3 separate regions of the Mus musculus genome follow, and regions 2 and 3 are each linked to region 1. Evidence: chromatin contacts called from public ChIA-PET and Hi-C data. All regions are on one chromosome and are shown on one strand. Each heading gives the region's core, a stretch centred on a gene start, on an enhancer-like site or on the middle of the called end of the contact. The rest is flanking DNA. Distances are from core to core; before and after follow the strand shown. Region 1 holds the start of Mtap (methylthioadenosine phosphorylase). Region 2 overlaps Gm34568 (predicted gene, 34568). Region 3 overlaps Gm12610 (predicted gene 12610).

The links. A called contact is a pair of places that touch in the nucleus more often than the background predicts. ChIA-PET counts read pairs in DNA pulled down with a chosen protein or histone mark.
Region 2: an RNA polymerase II ChIA-PET map of effector CD8 T cells shows a contact between it and region 1, with 7 read pairs. The contact joins the enhancer-like site here to the promoter of Mtap in region 1. A contact is called at or near these places in 1 of 15 datasets of contacts at CTCF or cohesin (CD8 T cells), 14 of 484 Hi-C or Micro-C datasets (3T3-L1-derived adipocytes, the C2C12 cell line, CD8 T cells and 10 more) and 3 of 115 datasets of contacts at active chromatin or transcription factors (CD8 T cells, effector CD8 T cells and memory CD8 T cells).
Region 3: a contact with region 1 is called in a Hi-C map of bone marrow-derived macrophages, with 3 times the contacts expected there. The contact joins the enhancer-like site here to the promoter of Mtap in region 1. A contact is called at or near these places in 1 of 39 promoter capture datasets (the C10 cell line), 5 of 15 datasets of contacts at CTCF or cohesin (CD8 T cells, embryonic stem cells, large pre-B cells and 2 more), 37 of 484 Hi-C or Micro-C datasets (the Ba/F3 cell line, the C10 cell line, the G1E-ER4 cell line and 24 more), 24 of 115 datasets of contacts at active chromatin or transcription factors (CD8 T cells, Th17 cells, astrocytes and 14 more) and 3 of 9 other capture datasets (adipose tissue, bone marrow-derived macrophages and liver).

Annotation. Positions count from the first base shown.
Region 1 is chr4:89,135,784-89,139,930 of GRCm38.p6, forward strand. It overlaps Mtap (methylthioadenosine phosphorylase), which reads left to right and starts at 1,587. Exons shown (of 8, transcript NM_024433.2): 1 at 1,587-1,741. The coding sequence starts at 1,709.
Region 2 is chr4:89,000,174-89,004,304 of GRCm38.p6, forward strand. All of the region lies in intron 1 of Gm34568 (predicted gene, 34568), which reads left to right. Among named protein-coding and RNA genes, the nearest start is that of Gm34568, 46 kb to the left of the region's middle. Within about 2 kb of position 1,503, at least 33 of the 459 cell types and tissues checked have an H3K27ac peak or open chromatin away from gene starts, as enhancers often do. A contact at or near this core is called in the C2C12 cell line, CD8 T cells, effector CD8 T cells and 2 more, where this site is marked.
Region 3 is chr4:89,360,685-89,364,878 of GRCm38.p6, forward strand. All of the region lies in intron 2 of Gm12610 (predicted gene 12610), which reads left to right. Among named protein-coding and RNA genes, the nearest start is that of Cdkn2b, 52 kb to the left of the region's middle. Within about 2 kb of position 2,832, at least 20 of the 459 cell types and tissues checked have an H3K27ac peak or open chromatin away from gene starts, as enhancers often do. A contact at or near this core is called in the G1E-ER4 cell line, bone marrow-derived macrophages and pancreatic cancer cells, where this site is marked.

The DNA of each region.
Region 1 (4,147 bases), core at 337-2,836:
CCACTTAGTGGGGCAAGACAGGGCAAGGTAGGCTCTGGGCCAGAAACTTTCCAACTCTCCACAAGCCTGATTAGTTCATCGGCCTCGTCGAATGCGAGTCGAGGGTACCTTTTCTCTGGGAACTTTCAGTTAACACTGCTGAGAAGAAGAAAACAGAATCTCCTTCCTTGGCTCCTTCCCAACCACAGAGAAATTTGTAGCTTTTTCTATATCTCGGGGGACCACCCTTAAGATAGCTGTCACCCAGGGCTGGCGAGATGGCTCAGCTGTTAAGAGTACTGTCTGCTCTTCCAAAGGTCCTGAGTTCAAATCCCAGCAACCACATGGTGGCTTACAACCATCCGTAATGAGATCTGATGCCCTCTTCTAGTGCATCTGACGACAGCTACAGTGTACTTAGATATAGTAATAAATAAACCTTAAAAAATGATAGCTGTCACCCAGGGTTGGAGAGATGGCTCAGGGGTTAAGAGCACTTGTAGAGGTAAATTCGGTTTCCAGAATCTATATCAGGCAGTTCACAGTTGCCTGTTACTCCAGCTTCAGGCTGGGTTCTGGACAAACACACACACACACACACACACACACAAACACAAACACACCTGCAGGTATTTGTGTGTGCATACATATAAATAATGAAATAAACTAAGAAAAAAAAAAAGATAGCTGCTGCCCAGCATTTTGTTTGGCGCAGCTTGTACCATCAAAGGCTATAATGAATTGTCCTAGTAGAGAAGGGATAGGGCCTCTCAGAGAGAGTATCCAGGGGAAAGGTCGCTGGGGTCAGAGTGGGTCTTGCTGGTATTGCATCACAGAGACACAGGTCCTGACCTGAATCCTGCTGTACCGTATGCTGCCCTGGCATAGAAAGTTTTGTTTTAATTTTTGCTTATTTTATTGGAGTGAGGATTGAAGCTAGTGTCTCCTTGGATGCTAGATAAACACTTTAGTGCTGAGCTAAATACCAAGCCCTCTGTTTATTTTTGAGATAGACTCTTAATATTGCTCAAGATGGTCTTGAACTCACTCTGTAACCAAGTAAGACTTTGAACTTGCCATACTGCTTGCTGACCAGACTTCATGAGTGAGTGGGATTACAAATCTGCATCACTAGCCATTGTATAAAGGAATTTTAAAAATGCCCCTTGCTGGTAGCATCAGGCTGGGTGTTGGGGAGGGTCCTGCCTCCTTAAAAGCTCCCCGCCAAACAGAAGCTAAATAAACCAGTTTGTAAATCAGAGCTGTGGGGGGCGGGAATCTCAAGCTAGCACTCTTCAGTTTCCCTCCGCCCTCCCCAAAGCCCAGGAATGCGGCAGGCCCTGATTTTACAGCCCTGGCCACCGGGGCAGCCAAGTCGCCGCAGAACTGGCAGTAATGCGCTACCTCACCATGTTCTTGTGAAACAGTTAAAAGACAAAGTGACAAGCACATCCTAAGTGGCTTTTCTATCTTGATCATAGACTCGCCATCAGGCTGCACAGTAACAACAGAAGCCCCGAGAAGCCGAAAACTCTGCAAGAGGGACGGGAGGCGGGAACCTGATTTGAGGAGGAGGGTGGAGGAGAACAGCCAATCCCGCGCTCCCCGGGAGGAAGAGGAGGAGCCAGAGCCCGTGGGTCCCCGCACTGCTCACTCCCGCGCCACGCCGGCCCCGCAGTCTCCTCCCGGTCCCACGCTGCGGCCCGCTGTGGACTTCCCTGGTGCAGACATGGCCTCGGGCTCCGCCTGCACGGCGGTGAAGGTGAGATCACCCTACAAGCTGTGAATGGGCCAGCCCTGCAGGGTTCCTTCTCGAGCCTCCAGGCTGTGTCCCCAGCCGGAGCGCCCCCCACCCACCGCTCAGCAGGGAGGGGACAGGGCGCGCGGCACCCAGCGCCACCCCGATGTCCCCAGCCTTTGAACTCATCTGCATTCCGGGCCCGAGCGGTGGTAACCGGGGCTCTGATGGGGAGTGGGGTAATAGAAGGGGGAGCGGGATGATGGAGGGGACTGCGCCCCGCTGCCACCCTCTTTTAGTACCACTCCCCCCCAGGCGGGAGCTGGCGCGTGGCTCAGCTCCTGCGGCTGCTGCGTCGGTCCCTCTAGTCTTACGGGACTTAAGCTTCCGCTACTTTGACTAGGCCCACGTGGGAGAGCTGGCACTTGCTCTTTTGCATGCTTCGGCTTCATTTCCCCCTCCAAACTTAGATTTCCTTTTGCTTTGTTTTACCTCGGCAGCGCAGAGCTGAGGGAGCTCTGAGACTTTTTAAATACTGAAACAGAGCGCGGACCGCTCTCAGACTGGAGGCCTCTGTCTTATAAACCGCTTTCCAACCTTGAAAGTTAGAGTTATTTTCTTAGGCCTTAGGTCCCCAGAGATCTGGACACAAGGGACTCTTGTGCGCCGGGAACAGCTGGCCAGATGAGAGCATGAGTTCTGAGAGTTGGAGTGAGCCTCCCTTGGGGAGTTTTAAACACATCCTGATTGATGGGTAGAGAGTGGAATAACGGAGCCCAGGAAACACTGGTGTTTAAGTCCTTTCTAGGCTGTTTATTATTAGCCAAGAACGCAGTTAATTTGATTCAGTTTAGGAATTTCTGACCCATGCTACAGGAAGTGCACAGTTTTCTTCAGGCATCCTTTTGATTGCCTGCAGTGCCGTTTGATGCCCTTGCAAGAGGCCCATCTCTGCATTTAGCCTTCAGCGTGCCAGGGCATTGTATACTGGGGCCCTGCAGGGCTTCATGAACCACTCAGGGTGAGGTTGCTGCATTCGGTCATAGGGGCCAACTTTTTCTTTTCTCCATTTTGAAAAGGATTATTTACATTTATAGAAAGCCATGGTTCCAGTCAGCAGGAACGGGGCAGAAAGGGTCTTCATGTGCAAGGTACAGTAGGTACTTATTTATAAAGTGGAGATTTTAACATATTGTGGGCTGGAAATTTCACTGAGGTAGAGGCCTGTGATTTGAAGATAGATCTATTTGTCATCTCTGTCCCACAATGTGAGTAAAACCAAATAGCTAGAACTTCACACTTAATCAGTCCAGTCAGGATAATACTATCTGTGCAAGGACCAGCATATCTCAACAGAAAGAATTTGCTTTAATCTGGTTAGCCTTCTGCCCAACACACAGTTTCCCTGCAAAATGAATGTGGTCCACTTAAGAGCAGAAAGAGCTATGTAAATATTGAATGATATGTATTTTTTTTATCTTGGCAAGCTTTTGAAATAAAACTTAGAGATATAAATGGTGCTCGGAATACCTGCTGAGTTCTCTTCTTGAGATTGCAACAGGTGAGAACATTGCTAATAAAAAATCATGATGCCAACACCATATTCCACAAACTGCTAAGGCAGCACCCCACATAGAAAACAGGAAGGGTCCCTATCCAGAGCAAAATAACCTATAAAAACGATATCTTAGCGCGAGAGTGAAGTGGCTCCGTCTCTGGAGTGCTTGCTGCCCAAGTGTGAGAACATGAATTTGGACCCTCAGCACCCTTGCTGGGGAGCTGGTGGCAGACACCAGCATCCATAGTCCTGCCAATAGAGAGGCAGACACAGGGAAACTCGGGGTTAACACTAGCCAGCCGAGAATGCCTTTCTCACACACACACACACACACACACACACACACACACACACACACACTGTATTTTATCTGGACATCAGGTAGCATGGATGGATTGTTCATTTGAGATCATAAGAACATAACGATTCTTTCTTACAGATGTGAAGCTGACAGATCAGCTAACGTGTCTCGTACAGGTTCCTAGATAATGACAGACTTACAGCCTGGCACTCCCAGCAAGTAGATGTGAGATATTTCTTGGTCCTTAAACAATAGTTTCATTTGCTTTCCTCTGAGTGGGGAGGAAATAGAGAGCTGGGGCTGCGTGCATACGCAGGCCGCCTCTGCGGAAAACCACTGTATAGGAGGCACGTTTGTGTCCAGCAGGTGGCTTTTGGCATGCACCATTCCATCCGTTTCTGAGAAGCAACTGTTTTATTGTGTACCTCAGTGAGAATATTCCCACACTGGACCCGAGAGGCCTGGACTCTCTTAGGGACCTCTGCTAGGAGGCCAGTGCTGATCACTCCTACTTTGAGCTGTTGTTAGCTTTATGTCACACGCCCAGCTCAGTGCTTGCTCTGTTAATGCT
Region 2 (4,131 bases), core at 253-2,752, 140 kb before region 1:
TGCTTGAAGGAAAGTCTCATTTGCCCTATGCATGTTTCACTACAATGTGTTATATACGTAAATAAGCAATAAATGTTTTTCATAACTAAACTGAATCAAATGACTTTCCAGTCGTTTTCAACTGACATGGTTCTCAAGCATTGTAGTCTCTAATTCCTTGCTGGGCATGAGACACTCAGTGATTTAGTCACCACATGACAATGCATGAATCGATGCCGATGAGGGCTAAATGTCACTTTTGCAATACTTACAAGGCTGCTGGTGTACAACAAGACTTTTGTCTCAAGTCAGATCTAACGAGGCAAGTTGTTTGTACATGCTAATGGAATAGATGCCCTCATTTGTTCTTGCAGCAATTGCAGCATGATTACTACTTATAAAGACCCCCCGGGGGATGTGCATTTTTTTTTGCAAGCTATAAGCTCTTCCTCACTTAAGCTTTTCTTTACTTTAAAGAATGAACATTTTTAAAGGCAACTATATTTGTTTTAAAGGACTAACAGCAATTGCAACCAAGCAATAATTTTGAACTTTTGATTATTGTCAGCAATTTGCTTTAGAGTGACTAAAGCCTAAAAATTGGTTCAAATATCTACTTCATAGACATTAAAAAAAAGTTGGCTGACTCAAATACGTTCTGAACTCTCTATTGAAGAGGCAACCTCTCAGCTAGGGGCCTACAAAATTCTCACTTAGCTTGCTCTCTGGAGCTGTGGAACACCACCACACTTCCTCAGTTCCCTGGTAGCAGATTAGTACCTCCTGCCCTGTCTATAGAAACCCAGCAGGACGTTTCTATAGATACCACCTTGCCTTCCTTTTATTGGGTTTTCAGTGGTTCTATCTTTAACCATACCTACACTTTCAAAGAGCTAGGCAGGCTGCTTGGCTTCAGTGCAAATGCAAACGCTGAGATGGCTCAGCCTACTTTTATTCTAAAAAGGAACGCACAAATAGGAAGAGTGATGCTGCAAAGAGAGAACACTACAGAATTGCTGTAGTAGAGATCAAGTACCACGCCAGATGCACAAGTAGAAGATGAGTTTAATTGGTTATCTACTACAAGAGTTCTAACCTAAATGATCAGAACCAAGAATTTCACTGAGTTTCTAGAAGTATCTTGGGTAGATGATCTTATTTCAACTCATTAAAACAGCCCCATTTACCTAATTCAACTGAATTGTTGGACCATCACCTTTTTCAGGAGAACATGAAAGTCAAGAATTAGTTGCTCTCTGCTTCCAAATGCTGTTTACTTCAGAAAGCTCCAGCCAACTACATTTCCTGTCTTGGTCTCTTTTTTCACACGTTTCTCTTTCCGGCTTTATTTTTTTCACTTGACCTTTCCTCTCAATATCTTTTCAATTTTCAAAGAGGCATGTGTTGGGGCACAGTTGGATTTGGGCAATAGGCTTAGGGCAGGAAGGTGTGGTTAGGGTGGAGGGGGTAAGAAGCCATTCTGGCTGCTTTATTTTCTCATCTCAAGTCCTGGTAAAAGGCAGGCTTTGTATGTGTGGGTGTTTTTCTATGATGTGCAAGTACGCACAACTCTATTTTCTCAAGTGAGTAACTATGAGTGTACATATCTTGGAATAATCCACAAATTTATGTAAGCTACAAAGGAAACTGCACACTCACAGGAAATTTTACTTGATTCACAGCTTTACAGACAATGCAACCAGTTAGTGTCTACCGAACTAGTTACATAGAGAAGAGCATGCTTTCTTTTTATTTTATTCTTAATGGAAATAAGTAACTCATTTGCTTGGAAAGAAATCACTTTGTTGAATAAATGCCTTCATAAGCCCAGGACAAATTTAATTCAGTATTGTTTGGGTTATAGCAACAGAATGCAACATTGTTAATTTTCCAACAAAAAGGGGGTAACTTAGTGATTCACAATAAATTTCCAAGACAATATGTGCAGAAATCCTTGTGGAAAAATGCTTTTAAGTATTGCTTATGATTTGAGTGAGAGGGCAGGGATAGAGATTTAGAATTTCTCAAAGAATGTTGGAGCAGAGTGAGCCCTTAGGAACCCTGGGTACAGTCCCTCATTTTATAAATAGATACTATCTACCTCTTAAATGAGGAAGAGGAGGAGCCTAATGTTTCTGCACTTTCCGTTAAATCTATATAGCCCATTAAAAAGTAAAACATGTACTCATCTGCATTATATTTAAATCATGAATATATTATATAGAAATCTAAACCAGGCATACATATCTGTCTTTTGAAGCACCTATCATTTCTTGTACACACACACACACACACACACGGGGGGGAGGGGGATGCGTATTCAATCTTGGGAGCCATTCACATTACTGTTTTTTGTTTTAAATTTTTTCTTAGTTTTTTTTTTAAGAGTTCCATGCCATATGTTTTAATCATATTCACTGCCCCCCCCCCCAAACTCTTCTCCAATTCATCAGTCTCTTCCCAACTCAACAAACTTTGTAATTTTTTTCAATCTTTCATGGACAATTTCTGTTTTTGAGACAGGGTCTCTGAGGTCTAGAGCTTACCAAGTGGGCTGACCAAGGGGGCCGGCAAGTCCCAGGGCTGGGCTTATCTTTGCTTTCCCGGTACTGGGATCATGAATACGTGGCAGGACACCAGCTGTTTTCCATGAGTTCTGGGAATCAAATTCAGGCCCTTGTTCCTATAAGGCAAACACTTTACAAACAGAACCTAGGCCCACTTATTACTTCCTGGTGGGGAAATGTTCAAACTCTTTTCTGTGAGACAAAGAGTAAGAGAATATGTTATTACCTATTGTCACTGTCCTGTGCAACACACCACTAGAACTTTTTTTCTACCTAACTGTAAGTTAATACCTGATAATTAGCCTCTTTCCGTTCTTTCTCCCTCCCTACACTTACCAGCCTCTGGTAATTATCATTTCACTCTTCATTTCTAAGAGATGGATTTTTTTTTCTCCTCTGCTGTTAGTGAGGTCACGCAGGTGCGGGACTTTCTGTGCCTGCTCATTTCACTTAACATAATGACCTCTGGTTTCATCAGTGCTGCTACAAACCACAGGGTTTCATTCTTTCATGAAAATATGAATCATATTCATGAACGTGTGGCGTGTACCAGGTTTTCCTCATTGGCGCATCAACCAATGGGCGCTTATGCTGTTTCCATTCCTGAGCTACTCTGAATAGTACCATAGCCATGGCAGTGTGGCTATCTCTTCAACTTGTAGATTTCCTTTCCTTTTCTATAAACTCAGTGTCATGGTTTGTATATTCTTGGACCAGGGAGTGGCACCATTTGGAGGTGTGGCCTTGTTGGAATAGATGTGACCTGGTTGGAGTAGGTGTGTCATTGTAGGTGTGGGCTTAAGACCTTCACCCTAGTTGCCTGGAAGAAAGTCTTCCACTAGCAGCCTTTGGATGAAGACATAGAACTCTCAGCTCTGCTTGAACCATGCCTGCCTGGATACTGCCATGCTCTGGCCTTGGTGATAATGGACTGAACCTCTGAACCTGTAAGCCAGCCCCAATTAAATGTTGTTTTTTAAAAGACTTGCCTTGGTCATGGTGTCTGTTCACAGCAGTAAAACCCTAAGACACTCAGTGAAGGGGTTGCTGCAGTATACTCTCAGCATGGGTAGGAACCCATATTTCCTTCAGCAGCTGTGTGTTTACATTCTCACCTAGAAAACACTTCACCTTTTAAGGAGTGGGGAGGGCACTAAAGTTGGAAGTTCGAAACGAACAACTGTGGGCCACTGGCCTACTCTCCTATCACTTCACTTTAGTGGGACACAAACCCAGCAGCCCAGACAGCGTTCTCAGCTTCCTATGTTTCAGTGCAAATGAATCTCTAAACAACAAGGAGATTGCAGAAAGAAATCTGAACTCAGTTTTTGTCCTGTCCCCCACCTCCACCAATACTCACCTCCAGCCTTGAGTAAGCTCCTTAAGCATCTTTCTTGCCTAGTTACTAAGACTGCAGAAGAGTTACCTGGGAAAAGAGCTGTGCATGAAGAGATGAAAACTGGGATTGTTTCCTTGAACCCAGCCCTGTGACCTCAACCAGATGTCCACTGCATGGCTGTCTAGATTGGGGGAGGGATGCTCATCTGAGCTTCCAGGTTAAATTCCTCATCCAGGAGATCGGCTC
Region 3 (4,194 bases), core at 1,582-4,081, 230 kb after region 1:
GTAGTGGTTTGCCTCCTCAGTTGTTGGAGGGGAAACCAGGAAAGGGGATAACATTTGAAATGTAAATAAAGAAAAAAACCCGTCAGACACTCATAGATACACTATATTAATAAATAAGCTGTACATAAAGGACAAATTTTCCACCAATGTCATCTTTTGTAATAAAATATATTGCTGAGGCCTTCAGTCTTAGTTAAGCATTAAGGGTAAGAACTAATGCTCTTTTCTATACGTTTATATTGCTGCTCAATGATAGATTATATTTGCAAAAATTTGAGCTTCTGGGAAGGCCATTATGAATTGATTTCCAAAGCTTAGGAATAAACTGTTTAAATTACAAAAAGGAAGAAAAGAAAAGAAAGAATAAATGGTTCAACTTTGAATAGCTGAAGTTATTTTTCTTATTTTCTCCTCCAAATACCATCTACCATCTCTCTAGGAGCTGAAACCTTCAATCACAAAGTTATTCATTCATTCACCAAGTATTTGCTGAATATCAGCATTGCTTCAGAAACGGACGGGTCACTAGAGGTAGGGTAGTGAACAGTACATTTTCTGCCTTGGTGGTCTCGTATACCAAATATTTATAATATTCACAAAAATGTTATAATTCACAGATGTCAGCAATTCATATCATTAGTTCCTGTCTCTAAAAAGCAGAAAGTACATAACTGCTCTTGGAAAGGGCTGGCAGAGAATGGCTGTAGACATCCCAGCATATCACATTGATGAATTTATGAAATCTGGTCCATGCCTCAGCAGGCATTCGTCTGCCCACTGTGCCCAGGCGCTACGTTGCCCTCCGGCCACCAATGCAGGGCTCCGGGAGTACGAGTCCAGCAGGTCTCAGTCTATACTGTCTTCAGGCAAGTACTCAGACCCAGTAGCGATGTCCAACACTGACAGTGATGTTAACCTTGGCCCTGTTCTGTTAGAGAAAGTTTATGATGACTTTGAATCCTTTTCCCCAAAGCTCTGATGTTTCTGCAAGAGTGACCTGAATTCTTTTTCTTTTACATAACTGTGCAAGAACCATTACGTTTAAACTCTACTATTCAGTTCTGTTCATAAAATACATGATTTGGTAACACATGGCCACAGTTACGGAATGCGCACATGCTTTGACAGTCGATGGGTTTTGTGATCCTCCTAGTAATATGCTGTCATTTTGAAGTGATTGATCACAATACTTTTATATAGGAGTTGTAATTCTTTTTTTCCCCTTAAGGTCATTTTCTTCGTTATAGTTGTAAGGGACTATAGAGTTCATATTTTGTATTTGAAAATTTAAATTACTTATAGAAATAACATTCATATCAATCACTTAAGAATTTTTTTTAACATTACTATACCTTTTATATTGTATGGAGTGATTGTGAACATTTTCTTTTTGCAATTAAGAGTCTTGTTTTCATGAATTTTCAGCCACAGAACAAGCTGTCTCTTAGATTTTCTCCCCCTTTCAAAGTAAGATAACATCAACATTAGTAAATTGTGTATAAATTTACTTTAAGGCTTTTCCACATTTGCTGTCTTTATATGTGTTTCTCTATCAAGAACTGTCTGAATAAAGGGGCTGTTCTGATTGTAGAATTATGTCTACTGTGTGTGTGTGTAGTATTTGATTGTCTATAAATGTATGTAGTATTCAAAGTTGGGCACCTAATATACTGACTCAGATGAAAACTGGATTTGCCTTCAAAGCATACAGTCCAGCAAGTGAGAGATTTGAGTTTTACAATGTGACCCTACTTCTTTCTCCTTGGCTTGTGAAAGCTGTTTTTTATGTTTTCTTTCATTGTTTCCCAAACGTCCGTTACCCATGTGTCATACTCATGGCTTTCGGACTATTTGCATGCCGCCTACGCTGTTAAGCGTTTGGAAATGTGCTATTATTTTAAACTTAGTTGAGTTTGTTTGATAGCAGAAACAAGGCCGTTGAATTCCTAGGTTGATGCCCTGGCTATAACATTTTCAAATAAAGAGACTTTAATGTCAATATTTGACTACTAAGTCATCCGTGTCCAGGTCTTGGCATCAGTGTTTTACACACCATAGGGAGACTCTACCTGTGAATTCTCCCTGGGAGTGAGGCTAGGGAGGGCAGTACACAACTCACTTTATCTCCTTTTTACAGCTCCTCTCACAGAGACACGAGGCAGAGGGCAGGGAAGTGAGGACTGGGTAACTGTAAGCAACACGTGATGGGATGTTTTCAGATTAATTCTCTTTTCTTTAGTCAGCTGATATTTCCTACCTGATTAGCATATTAATAAAAATAGTTCTTGAGGGTGAAAGAGTAAGGATGAGACATGTAATGAGACATGTTTGCTGTTTATGAAACAAAGTAACAATCTAAGAGTGGAGATATTGGTGTCAGTTACACTGAAGGCAGAAAACATATTTTACTTTCCCCTTTCCAACTGTTTTTTTTTTTTTTTTTTTGGTCTCCCTCCAGCTAATCAGCAGGAATATCTTTTTCATTATGAGCCCTAAGGCACTGCTCGGAAGCCTTTGCATTCAGAGGCAGTAACCCCAATTTGTTATTGTTATTTCTCTGCTTACTGTGGCCCAGGATCACTATGGAGTGCAGACTGATTTTGAGTGTGAGGCAGTTTTCTTGCCTCAGCTTCCTAAGGATCACAAGTGTGACTCACCACCACAAGTGTGACTCACCACACCTGGCGTCTACCTACCTATACTTTAATAAACATTGTCATGAAACATAGAATTATTAACATTAAACTTCCTCATGTTATAAGAGAAAAATCTGAACCTCAAGAATTGGTGCCAACTTCCCCCTGGTTCTATAATTAGCTGTAAGAGTTGCACTGCAAATTGCTTCTTATAAATAAAACACATCTTTTAAAAAAGGGAAGATGAAACAATCTAGAGTTGTACATACTAAGTTAATTTAACATTGAAATTGCATAAATGATAAAATGCCTAGCAAAAGAGAAAAATATGCTGCTATTTCCCAAGTTTATTAAACAATTGTTCTGGTTATTTTTCAGAGTGGTCTAATGAAAGCAGAGCTTTCTTTGATTCTGTCAGTATCCCTGAGTATGGATGCCTTTAAGGTTTCCTGTGTAAATTGATAAATATATACAATATGTATATACGCGTGTATATGTGTGTGTGTGTGTGTGTGTGTATGTGTGTATGTGTGTGTTTGTATGTGTGTGTATTTTAAAAAAATTATTATCACAAGAGCCCTGGGGCCTAGGGTAAAATCAAATGCTACTGTTCTAAAAAAAGTAACAACAATATGACTCCTAATGACATCCTGCTATGCTCATAGATCAGTGACTTGTTCAGTCATCGTCACAAAAGCTTCTCCCTGCAGCAGGCAGGAACAAATCCACAGGCTGTTCATATGGAGAGAGCGAGAGACCTTGAAACACTCATCCTCAAATGGGACGTCTGTATCCAATCCTTCTGCTTAGAGTTCAGGGAGCCCTGCAGATGAGGAGGCAGAGAGACTGGAAGAGTCGGAGGGGATGGAGGACACCAAGGAGAGCATGGCCTTCAAAATGAGCTGAACAAAGCTCACATGAACTCAGAGCCTGAGGCAGCATGCACAGGGCCTGCAAGGATCTGCATCAGAGATGGAAGGAAAAGTGGACACATGCCGCCATCCTTAACCTAGAAGCAATATAACTGCTTGTAAACGTGAATTAGTTTTCTCCCAGGGAGTCTCACTGGGAAGCAAACCACTCTTAAGGGGAGGCTGCACGCCCAGCAGAAGATGCCAGAACAAAATGAAATGACCTCAATGGTGTCCTTGGAGGTTCCTAGTCTCACAATGTCATTTTAGAGATTTTACTTTAAAAAAAAAAAACCTCTTAATTTTTAATTTTAACTTCATGCACACACACACACACACACACACACACACACACACACACACACACGCCTTTATACCCTGTGGGTCTTTTGCGTGTGTATTATGGCTTTCAGGTTAGTGTCTGTGCGTGATTCCCCAGTGTGAGAATGAATGGATTTCTTCATCTATCTCCATTTCTTGTACCTTTTCTTGGGCTCTTTTTCTTTCATTTGTTTGTTCTGTCCTACCTCAGTGTATTAATTTTTTGTTTTATCTTATTACGTCTTATTTGATTTTGTTAGTGTCCCTTAGTAGCCTGTATGTTTTGTAATGAGAGACAGCAAGGCTGGATCTGGATGGGAAGAGAG